Linked DNA regions of Zea mays: all the other regions are linked to region 1. Evidence: chromatin contacts called from public Hi-C data. All regions are on one chromosome and are shown on one strand. The core of a region is the stretch at or near the end of the contact, and the rest is flanking DNA. Distances in the headings are between cores, read along the strand shown. Region 1 holds the start of LOC100273265 (Calcium-dependent lipid-binding (CaLB domain) family protein). Region 2 holds the start of LOC100384057 (PGP1). Region 3 holds the start of LOC100193504 (Mediator of RNA polymerase II transcription subunit 31).

Region 1 (3,267 bases), core at 532-3,031:
ATATAGCCTTAGTGGCAGGAGCGGAGGACGCATGCATCCTGGTCCACTTACATCCTAACCTGGCCCAACTCGAACATAGCAGGCCCAATCAAGGTGCTTCCACAGACAAATTCGAACACTCTTCTTATATCAAAAAGAAGAAAAAGGAAGAGAGAATAAGAAATAGATCCATAAAGTGTTTCTAGAATTCGTGGTAGTGTGCGTGTAGCGTCGCAGTCGTACCTACAGGCTGCAGCAGCTGACAATGAGTATTGAAAATGTGGCCACCTTCGTTCGTGCATCCAAAAACACCCCAATCACCCAGTAGCAGCTGAACCACTGTTTCATTTGCATTATTGCTGTGCTTTGCTTTGTTTCGCTTTTGTGAAAGCTAGCTCTCAGTTGAGGCGTCGAGTGTTTCGTTAAGCTTCAAAGCATTGAACGCTCGATTGTTTGACCGTCTTCCACGCTTCGGATTAAAGGCATCTCTTCGAAGGTATAGAAGTTGTAGAACTCAATCAAATAGGCTATCGTTGACTGCCATGGATCTTCTTAGCAAGGGTACGGCCTTGCCGCTTCACTGACATCTTTTTCTTTTCTTTTCTGTTCATACTGCAAAAAATATATATAGGCGCCCACGTACGACATGGAAAGCAAGATACGGTTCGAATTGGACAATCAAACCAAGTACTCGATCAAATGGTTGGCGATTAACATATATTGCCATGGTTCAAGTTTTGATTTTTTTTCTCGACTGGGGTGATCTCACTTATTATTTGAATACATTTGAGCTACTCGACTTCGACTTGTTGCCTGGATTTCGGTTCCGTATGCATGATCATGATCTCCTCTCCGACCTGCTTCATTCTAGTAATCGTCATCGTAATCTCCGTCGCCGAACGTCTCCTCCTCCACCCTCTCGGCGACGCGATCCTCGAACTTGTCCTCCACGTAGCTCGCCCCTTCCGCCAGCGCGAGGCCGCCCAGCAGCCCCGCCGCGGCGCCCACGGCCAGCCCCGTCCCCATCCCCATCTTGCTGCTCTTCTGCTGCTGGGCAGGTAGTGGAGCAGCCTCAGCGCCGTACGCCGTCGGAGCAGCAGCTCCGTAGCCATAACCACCGCCGTAGGGAGGAGGAGCGTCGGCCGGGTACCCCACCGGCGGCGCGGCGTACGGCGGCTGTCCGCCGTACGCCGGCGGCGCCGCGTAGTACGGGTCGCGGGCGGCGCCGGGGTTCCCGTACGCGGGCGCCGGGTACGGGTTCGGGTCGTAGTAGCGCGGCGGCGGCGCGGCCTCGCGGACGGCGACGCGGGCCTCGAGCCGGCCCTGCGGGCGGCCCGAGGGCCGCTTCAGCCTGAGCGTGCGCGAGACCCTGGCGCCGCCGACGCCGCCGGCGTCATCGAGGACGTCGCGGAGCGGGAGGCGCGCGGAGCCCACGAGCGGCTTGACGGCGTCGGCGTCGTCGCCGGCGGCGTGGACGACGTCGATGTGGAGGACGGCGTCGCCCAGGCGCGCGGCGGAGGCGGGCGGGACGGGGACCACCACCTTCTCGTCCCACACGGGGTCCTCGCCGTTGTCGGGGTCGACGCGGGTGGAGCACTTGGGCCCGTCGTCCACCCACAGCACGGCGTAGGGCCGGAGGTCGCCGTTGCGCCAGTTGACGTTCTTCAGGTTGCTCGCCGACCCCACCGTCACCTCCACCTCGTAGCGGGAGCCCATGGCGGCTCCTTTTGGGTTGCCTTTGCCTGTGGTGGCGGGGATGGATTGGATGAGATGGGAGGACACTCAAGAGAGAAGGATCGCTGATGGTGAGCGAGTGGGAGGATGCCAACGGGAGGGAAGGTATAAATAGTGTGGCGGGAGATGTGGGGTGGGGCTCACCTGTCAGCTGGGGAGGTGGCGGCTGGCCTTGTTGGGACGGACGGACGGACGGTTGCGACGCTGACGATGCTTGACTAGAAAAGGATGGCTGGCTCGCTGCTCATCGGTTTCTTCTCTGGACGTTGCATTTGAACGGACAACTGCATGGGAGTCTATTTCTTCTTTCTTTCCTCCCTAAATACTGCCATAAATAAATATAAATATATATTTTCTTAGCGGCTAAGTTCATTGACTATCCCAAAAAAATGGCTGTACTTTACTCCATACACGCCTTAGATGATATTCTGCTTGGTTAGAGGAGCTTCCCAGCAAATAACTCCTGAAAATCAGTTTTAATGGACATCTAAAAAATTAGTGTGGGTAGATTTTAAACATTTCTCTAATAGATCTTTTAAAACGACAGATTGTTTCTGTGGAATCCAAAAAAACACATTTATAGCTACAAATGAGAGCTTTAAGTGCTATGAAAAAGTTAGGAGCACTTTACAGAAACTGTTGGAGACAATTTTTTGTGTTTTTTCAAAAAAAACTTGATTTGAAAGAATTATGGGGAACTCTTGGAGATGTTCTTACTAAACAGGGCCTCTACCTGACTACCTCAGTCACACTCCTCCAATCAAGGATGTTTGCCGGTATGTGTGGATAGGACAATCTATTCTCCTAAAGACTCCTCCAATCACCGGCTTAGTACAGCATCACGCGAAAACCAGAGTCAAGGGACATAGGGATTATGATCTAGCCTGCTATTGGACAGGAGTAGCACTCATGCTTTATGCTCTCCGGATCCAGTGCTGATGCTTCCACTGGCCAGTGGCCACTACCGAAGATCAGAGAGATGCCGTGAGGCATGGCGGTGGCGGCCACCACACGCCCACACGGTTTCGACGCGCAAGCTTTCTCCTTTTTCCGCTGGTGGGCAGGACCGCTGGAGTACCATGCACACACCATCATCATCACGACTCACGAAACCTTTCGTTTCCGCCGCCCCCATCTCATCCAATTCCTACCCCACCACCAGAGGTCCAATCGGTTTCGGCATGTAGCTCCGATCCCCAACCAATGCTGTCAATTCACTTCACATGCCTGACTCTGTGCATCTACAGTTCAACAAAATCTACCAATAATAAATATTTTGTTAGAAAACTTAAGAAACCAAAAGAAATACGGTGCCAACAAACCAGCCAAAAAGAACACTTGCTCCTACTTGCTGGAGTGTGCTAGAAGAACCTGGCATGACTGGAAAGCTCCAAACTTTTCCAGCTTTGTCGAAGCCAAGGGTTCCACAGGACCGACTGATAACCAAACCGCGAGTTCGAGAGAGAAACAGAGACAGAGAGCAGCCGTCGTGCTTCAGATGTTTTCTGCCCCACAGCGGTCCGCTGAGCGGAGAACGTAAAAAAAAAAAAACAG
Region 2 (3,592 bases), core at 98-2,597, 650 kb after region 1:
TTTAGCTCACGTTTTACGCTAAAATCCATTCGAGCCAGAACCCGCGTACGATCGGACGCACGCGATTTACACGCCGTAATTTCGGGGCCCATTTGCTGTTACGAAACAGATATACGATTTACGCTAAATTTCGTACTCATTTATGTTGTTTTAGCTCACGTTTTACGCTAGAATTCGCCCGAGCCAGAACTAGCACACGATCGGACGCGCATGGACCTGGCTGGGGTTTCCTGTACTAATGGAAGCCCTGGACTTTCATTAACTCCTCTCTCTCTCTCTCTCTCTCTCTCTCTATATATATATATATATATATATATATATATATATATATATATATATATATATATATATATATATATATATATATATATATATATATATATATATATATATATATATATATATGTGTGTGGTGCCTTTCTTTCAAAACATATTATGCAACGCGTACCGTATCTCAACAAACACCTTCAATAAGTTGAGTCGGGGTAGATCTCAAGGCTACATAAAATAGTTTTTTTTCTAGAATGGATGCATTTGTTTTAAGAGAAAAATGATGCACTTGGAATGCATCAAGCAAAGGGATGTAAGAATGTTGGAAAAACACATGAACCCGTATCGCGAGATGCTTATTTATCCATTCTTTATCACAGTGGATGCATATGCAACAAAACCAAAACAGATGGTTAGCGAGTGACAGTATATAGAGATCTAAAGTTGTCCGACACTTCATCGGTAAAAAAAGCAGCATAACCGAGTGAATGGAAGAAAAACGAATTTCTCATATACACAGCAGGTTTTCTTAAAAAACGTTATATCGGTATTATATTAAGAAGAGACCAAAATATGGTCCTGTCGAGAAAATTTCTAAACATTAGTTCTCATCACCAGTGAGCCGTCACCATCTAGTTTGCAACGGTCCAGTTAGAGTGCACTCAGGACTCGCAGCGAGAGAATTTTTTTAATCAAGCCTAAAATTCACTTTCGGACAAATCGAACTACTCATAAATATTAACCATGAGACCTTTTCGCCGCAGCAGGTTTTCTATCGGCCGTTAGATTTTAGTGACGATGAAAATGATAGAACGCAACGTGCCGCATGCATCCATTCCCATTCGTTTTCCACAGTACATGTAGGAGTACTGTGCAAGTAGGGTCCGTACATTCAGTCTCTCTCACTAGTTGGACTCTTCTACTGCTACAAAGACATGAGCTGCCGGGAATGGGAACCGGAGGAGCGAGCGAGCCTGACGGTCTCACACACACAGTCACACTCCCAAGCCAATTATTATAAGAGGCGAGATGAGCAACTCCAGCTCTTAACCAATCCACTCCTCCTCCCTCTCCACCTCCTCTGCTTTGCTCTGCCACTCTGCTGAGGTGGGGGGCAGAGGAGCTCCCCCTCCCTCCTCTCCCCTCCTCGCCATGTCTAGCAGCGACCCGGAGGAGATCAGGGCGCGCGTCGTCGTTCTCGGTTCGCCCCATGCCGACGGCGGCGACGAGTGGGCCCGGCCCGAGCTCGAGGCCTTCCATCTGCCGTCTCCCGCCCACCAGCCTCCTGGCTTCCTAGCCGGGCAACCGGAAGCAGCAGAGCAACCCACGCTCCCTGCTCCTGCTGGCCGCAGCAGCAGCAGCAGCAACACGCCTACTACATCTGCCGGTGGCGGCGCTGCTCCTCCTCCTCCTTCTTCGCCTCCCCCTCCGCCGGCTTCTCTGGAGACCGAGCAGCCGCCCAATGCCAGGCCAGCCTCCGCCGGCGCCAATGACAGCAAGAAGCCCACCCCGCCCGCCGCCCTGCGCGACCTCTTCCGCTTCGCCGACGGCCTCGACTGCGCGCTCATGCTCATCGGCACCCTCGGCGCGCTCGTCCACGGCTGCTCGCTCCCCGTCTTCCTCCGCTTCTTCGCCGACCTCGTCGACTCCTTCGGCTCCCACGCCGACGACCCGGACACCATGGTCCGCCTCGTCGTCAAGTACGCCTTCTACTTCCTCGTCGTCGGAGCGGCAATCTGGGCATCCTCGTGGGCAGGTACGCTATCCCTCCTCCTCCTGCCGCCCCAGCTTGTGTGCGTCGCGAATTGGCGGTCAATTTGGATTGGATGACAAATCACGTCGGTCAGCCAATCGCCGTGGCTACAAACGAGATGTTCAAATCGTTCGCCCCGCTCGCAGAGATCTCTTGCTGGATGTGGACCGGCGAGCGGCAGTCGACGCGGATGCGGATCCGGTACCTGGACGCGGCGCTGCGGCAGGACGTGTCCTTCTTCGACACCGACGTGCGGGCCTCGGACGTGATCTACGCCATCAACGCGGACGCCGTGGTGGTGCAGGACGCCATCAGCGAGAAGCTGGGCAACCTCATCCACTACATGGCCACCTTCGTGGCCGGCTTCGTCGTGGGGTTCACGGCCGCGTGGCAGCTGGCGCTGGTCACGCTGGCCGTGGTGCCGCTCATCGCCGTCATCGGCGGGCTGAGCGCCGCCGCGCTCGCCAAGCTCTCGTCCCGCAGCCAGGACGCGCTCTCGGGCGCCAGCGGCATCGCGGAGCAGGCGCTCGCGCAGATACGGATCGTGCAGGCGTTCGTTGGCGAGGAGCGCGAGATGCGGGCCTACTCGGCGGCGCTGGCCGTGGCGCAGAGGATCGGCTACCGCAGCGGCTTCGCCAAGGGGCTCGGCCTCGGCGGCACCTACTTCACCGTCTTCTGCTGCTACGGGCTCCTGCTCTGGTACGGCGGCCACCTCGTGCGCGCCCAGCACACCAACGGCGGGCTCGCCATCGCCACCATGTTCTCCGTCATGATCGGCGGACTGTAAGGCCCACCACACCACGCACTCTCTCCTTCTGCTGCTCCTCGGCCCGCCCCCGTCGTCATTGCTGCTGACGGTATCTGTGGATCGCGTGCAGGGCCCTCGGGCAGTCGGCGCCGAGCATGGCCGCGTTCGCCAAGGCGCGTGTGGCGGCTGCCAAGATCTTCCGCATCATCGACCACAGGCCGGGCATCTCCTCGCGCGACGGCGCGGAGCCAGAGTCGGTGACGGGGCGGGTGGAGATGCGGGGCGTGGACTTCGCGTACCCGTCGCGGCCGGACGTCCCCATCCTGCGCGGCTTCTCGCTGAGCGTGCCCGCCGGGAAGACCATCGCGCTGGTGGGCAGCTCCGGCTCCGGGAAGAGCACGGTGGTGTCGCTCATCGAGAGATTCTACGACCCCAGCGCAGGTATACCTAGTACTGTTACTACTTTTAGCGCATTAATCTGAGGATGTCCAGTTCGCTTGCTTGCCAATCGCCATTGCCATCGCAACAACAATACTTCGCCAACTGCCATTGCTGGGTAGACTAGTACAGTAGCAGTTAGAAGAAGCCTCCACTGTACATTGCATTGCCAAACAAAAGTGAATTGTGCAGTAACTCTGTACCACCACATTGACATGGAAATGAAGTGAATGCTTGGAGCATGCAGAGCTGGCCGGCCTCATGGGCTGCTGCTACCTGCTAGCTAGCCAACCAGAACCAGCCATCCTCTTTCTTGCTTTTCTTTTTACTTTCTTTGGTCGTGGCTGTTTGTGGTCATACATACATTCACGCAGAGCAGAAGA
Region 3 (3,396 bases), core at 270-2,769, 680 kb before region 1:
TTGAGACTACTGTATTTGAGAATTGAGACCTGCTGTGCTTTAATTAGAACTTAAATAGTTAAGTAGATTGTGGTGTTTCATTGTTAGATTGCTATCCATTTTAATATGCATTATTATCCTTTTATTTAAAAAATAGTAAAATGTATTCATGAATGGGAATTTTTAGGAAATTGCTGTATCTGTGTATCAGTATCCTTGTGATACCGATACATGTATCAGTATACGTGCTGCATAGTTCTACAAAAGTACTCATATCAAGTTTGTGTGACTTTCTGTTTTTTATAGGTTCTAGAAAGCAAGTCAAAATAATATGGCCCAACAGAGCAACTTCAGCTAGGTTTTGAAAGAAGGGATGACACTGCAAGACGGTAAACAAAAGCTAAAAACGGTGCTCAAGTGTGAACGTGTGATTCTAGGCCAAAAGATCACCTTGTTTGTTGGATGTGCCATTGCATTTCGGAAATTGGCATTTTGGAGAAGCTCAAGAAAGAAAAGGCAGTGTGGATACCTGCATCATCAGCAAAAACAATGAGCAAGCCATTTCCTCTGTTGCAGAAAAAACCACTGAATATGGTATCACTCACATTATGTATTTGATATACTCTGGTCGCTGCCAGTATTTTAGATACTTGAGGTACCCGATAAATGCCTCATCCTCGAAATATCTATTCTGCGCTAGATCTATTTGGGAAAAGAAAGAGCATTCAAATCATCCATGCAGTACCAAACATGATGTGCATTGAACAAGAAAGTTCAAGTAAAAAACAAGGAGCCATGAGGCACACAAAATGATGATATCAAGCAACACTACTAACAATATCACAGCCTTAGCTTAGCAATCATATCCTATTGATAAGAAACCGCTCATGAGGCCCATGCAGACGAGACCAGTTTGAATAGGGGAGAATGGGATTTAGGCTAGTACTAAAAATTCCTAAGCACTCCTAGCTCCCTTCTCAAGCAGGGACTTACTGACAAACACACACTTCTACAAAAATTTTCAGTCCGTTGCAATGGATTGCTAGTTACTAGCAGCACAGCCCCTATCAAAATTGGTAACAAACCGGTACAGGAAAACGTTCTATAGATGCGTGCAACATCAGATTAGCTAATCCCAACAAGGTGAGATGAAACAAGAGAATGGAGGACAGTACAGTACAGTGGATGTAGGTAGGGTTGGCGAGGCACTGCACGAACTCCAACTCGAGTAGGAATCGCTGACTCCCATTGTCAGGGTCCTTGTACGGCGGCGGCTTCCCACCCACGCCAGGGTTCTCGACGTCGGACATCGGGGTTCAATCGGTTGAAACCAGGGGCAGATCTATTAAAGGAACAAGGGTGTACATGTGTACACACATTAATCAAATAGTCTGAGGTTAGAGTTTTGAGAACTCGATTTCGCACAGCAGACAGGGAACTAGGGAAGAGAAGAGGGTGGGAATACTTGGCGGGCGCTCTTCGCCGGCAAACAGATCGGAGAAGGTCTCGGCAGTCGGCACCTGGCGTACGGCGGCGGCGGTAGCCGACCCCGAGAGAGAATGACCGGATCTTGGAAAGAGGGAGTATCGACCTGGACTGACGCACTGTCAGCGGTGCGAGCCAGGCGGCGAACGGACGAGAGGAGGTGCCGTGTGCGGTTGGAATTTTTTTACTTTTATTAATCCTTTTTAAAATTATACTACCTCTAGTTTTTTATATATGACGCTCACCAATTCATTTTTGACTTGTTCGACGACAAATAAAAAAATCAAGGGAGTATTATTTCCTAAAAATAATATAGTCACTCTCTCTTCTCTTCTCTGAAGCACTCTCTGCTACGTAAAGCACTGGTTTTTAAGTTTTCACATCGTCTCTGATAAAAAAGAAGTATTTTTTTTTTAATCTAACTCAATCCAAATATCTTCGCGTGTCGTGGATCACGTACGTAGATTTATTTCTCCCCCGTTTCTCGTCTAATAAAATAGAGAGGGGATAAGACTTATTTTGCTATAGTCAAACTAACCCAACTATAAATCCCTCTTGTAGATCTATCTATTATCGATCATCACAAAGCGCCCTACTCGGTAGATATGCTCGCGCTCCATTGTCAACCTCTAGGACATCTGTCGGCGTCTCGAGACCGGGGGGTCCCTAAGCCGACGAGTGAGTGTGCCGCGTGCCCCAGCCCAGATGGGTCGAGCGCGTGGGCGAGCGCGAAGAGGGGAAGCGAGGTGGCCGGAGACGGGCGTGAGAAAGGTGGAAATCCCGCGGCCTTCGTGTTCGTCCCGCGCCCAGGTCGGGTGCGCTTGCAGTAGGGGGTTACAAGCGTCCACGCGGGTGAGGGAAGCGAGCGGCCCCAAGAGAGCGCCTGTCCCGTCCTCGTCCCCGCGCGGCCAACCTTTTCTAAGAAGGCTCTGGTCCTTCCTTTTATAGGCGTAAGGAGAGGATCTATGTGTACAATGGGGGTGTAGCAGAGTGCTACGTGTCTAGCGGGGGAGAGCTAGCGCCCTAAGTACATGCCGATGTGGCAGCCGGAGAGATCTTGGCACCCAGCTGGTGTGGTGTCGTGGCTGTCGGAGGAGCGACGGAGCCTGGCGGAGGGACAGCTGTCGGAGCGGTTGGGTCCTTGCTGACGTTCCCCTGCTTCCGTAAGGGAGCTGAGAGCCGCCGTCGTCACAGGGCTAGCGGGGCGCCATCATTGCCTATCTGGCAGAGCTAGCCAGATGGGACACCGGTCTTGTTCTCTGCGGCCCGAGTCGGCTCAGGGTAGGGTGATGATGGCGCTTCCTGTTGACGTGGCGGGCATGTGCCCTAGGTCGGGCGACGTGGAGGCTCCTCCGAAGCCGGGGTCGAGTCTGTCTTCCATGGCCGAGGCCGAGTCCGAGCCCCGGGGTCGGGCGAGGCGGAGGTCGTCGGCAGAGGCCAGGGCGGTGTCCGAGCCCTGGGGTCCGGCGGAGCGGAGTTCGTCGTCTTCCGGGCCTTAGCCCGAGTCCGAGCCCTGGGTCGGGCGGAGCGGAGTTCGCCGTCTTCCGGGTCTTAGCCCGAGTCCGAGCCCTGGGTCGGGCGGAGCGGACTTCGCCGTCTTCCGGGGCCTAGCCCGAGTCCGAGCCCTGGGTCGGGCGGAGCGGAGTTCGCCGTCTTCCGGGGCCTAGCCCGAGTCCGAGCCCTGGGTCGGGCGGAGCGGAGTTCACCGTCTTCCGGGGCCTAGCCCGAGTCCGAGCCCTGGGTTGGGCGGAACGGAGTTCGCCGTCTTCCGGGGCCTAGCCCGAGTCCGAGCCCTGGGTCGGGCGGAGCGGAGTTTCCTATGGCGCCTTTGGCAAGGCCTGACTGCCTGTCAGTCTCACTCTGTCAAGTGGCACTGCAGTCGGAGTGGCGCAGGCGGCGCTGTCCTTCTGTCAGACCGGTCAGTGGAGCGGC

Evidence for each region. A called contact is a pair of places that touch in the nucleus more often than the background predicts.
Region 2: a Hi-C map of bundle sheath shows a contact between it and region 1, with 3 times the contacts expected there. The contact joins the promoter of LOC100384057 here to the promoter of LOC100273265 in region 1. A contact is called at or near these places in 3 of 25 Hi-C or Micro-C datasets (bundle sheath, ear and endosperm).
Region 3: a Hi-C map of ear shows a contact between it and region 1, with 2.0 times the contacts expected there. The contact joins the promoter of LOC100193504 here to the promoter of LOC100273265 in region 1. A contact is called at or near these places in 2 of 25 Hi-C or Micro-C datasets (ear and endosperm).

What each region holds. Positions count from the first base shown.
Region 1 is chr1:207,279,025-207,282,291 of Zm-B73-REFERENCE-NAM-5.0, reverse strand. LOC100273265 (Calcium-dependent lipid-binding (CaLB domain) family protein) reads right to left here and starts at 1,781. Exons shown (of 1, transcript NM_001147706.1): 1 at 672-1,781. The coding sequence starts at 1,695. The coding sequence ends at 847. It also overlaps a transcript of LOC100280242 not described here.
Region 2 is chr1:206,631,779-206,635,370 of Zm-B73-REFERENCE-NAM-5.0, reverse strand. LOC100384057 (PGP1) reads left to right here and starts at 1,347. Exons shown (of 5, transcript NM_001362241.1): 1 at 1,347-2,026; 2 at 2,170-2,806; 3 at 2,902-3,212. The coding sequence starts at 1,423.
Region 3 is chr1:207,961,618-207,965,013 of Zm-B73-REFERENCE-NAM-5.0, reverse strand. It overlaps LOC100193504 (Mediator of RNA polymerase II transcription subunit 31), which reads right to left and starts at 1,519. Exons shown (of 5, transcript NM_001138617.1): 1 at 1,445-1,519; 2 at 1,160-1,321; 3 at 585-681; 4 at 430-508. The coding sequence starts at 1,289.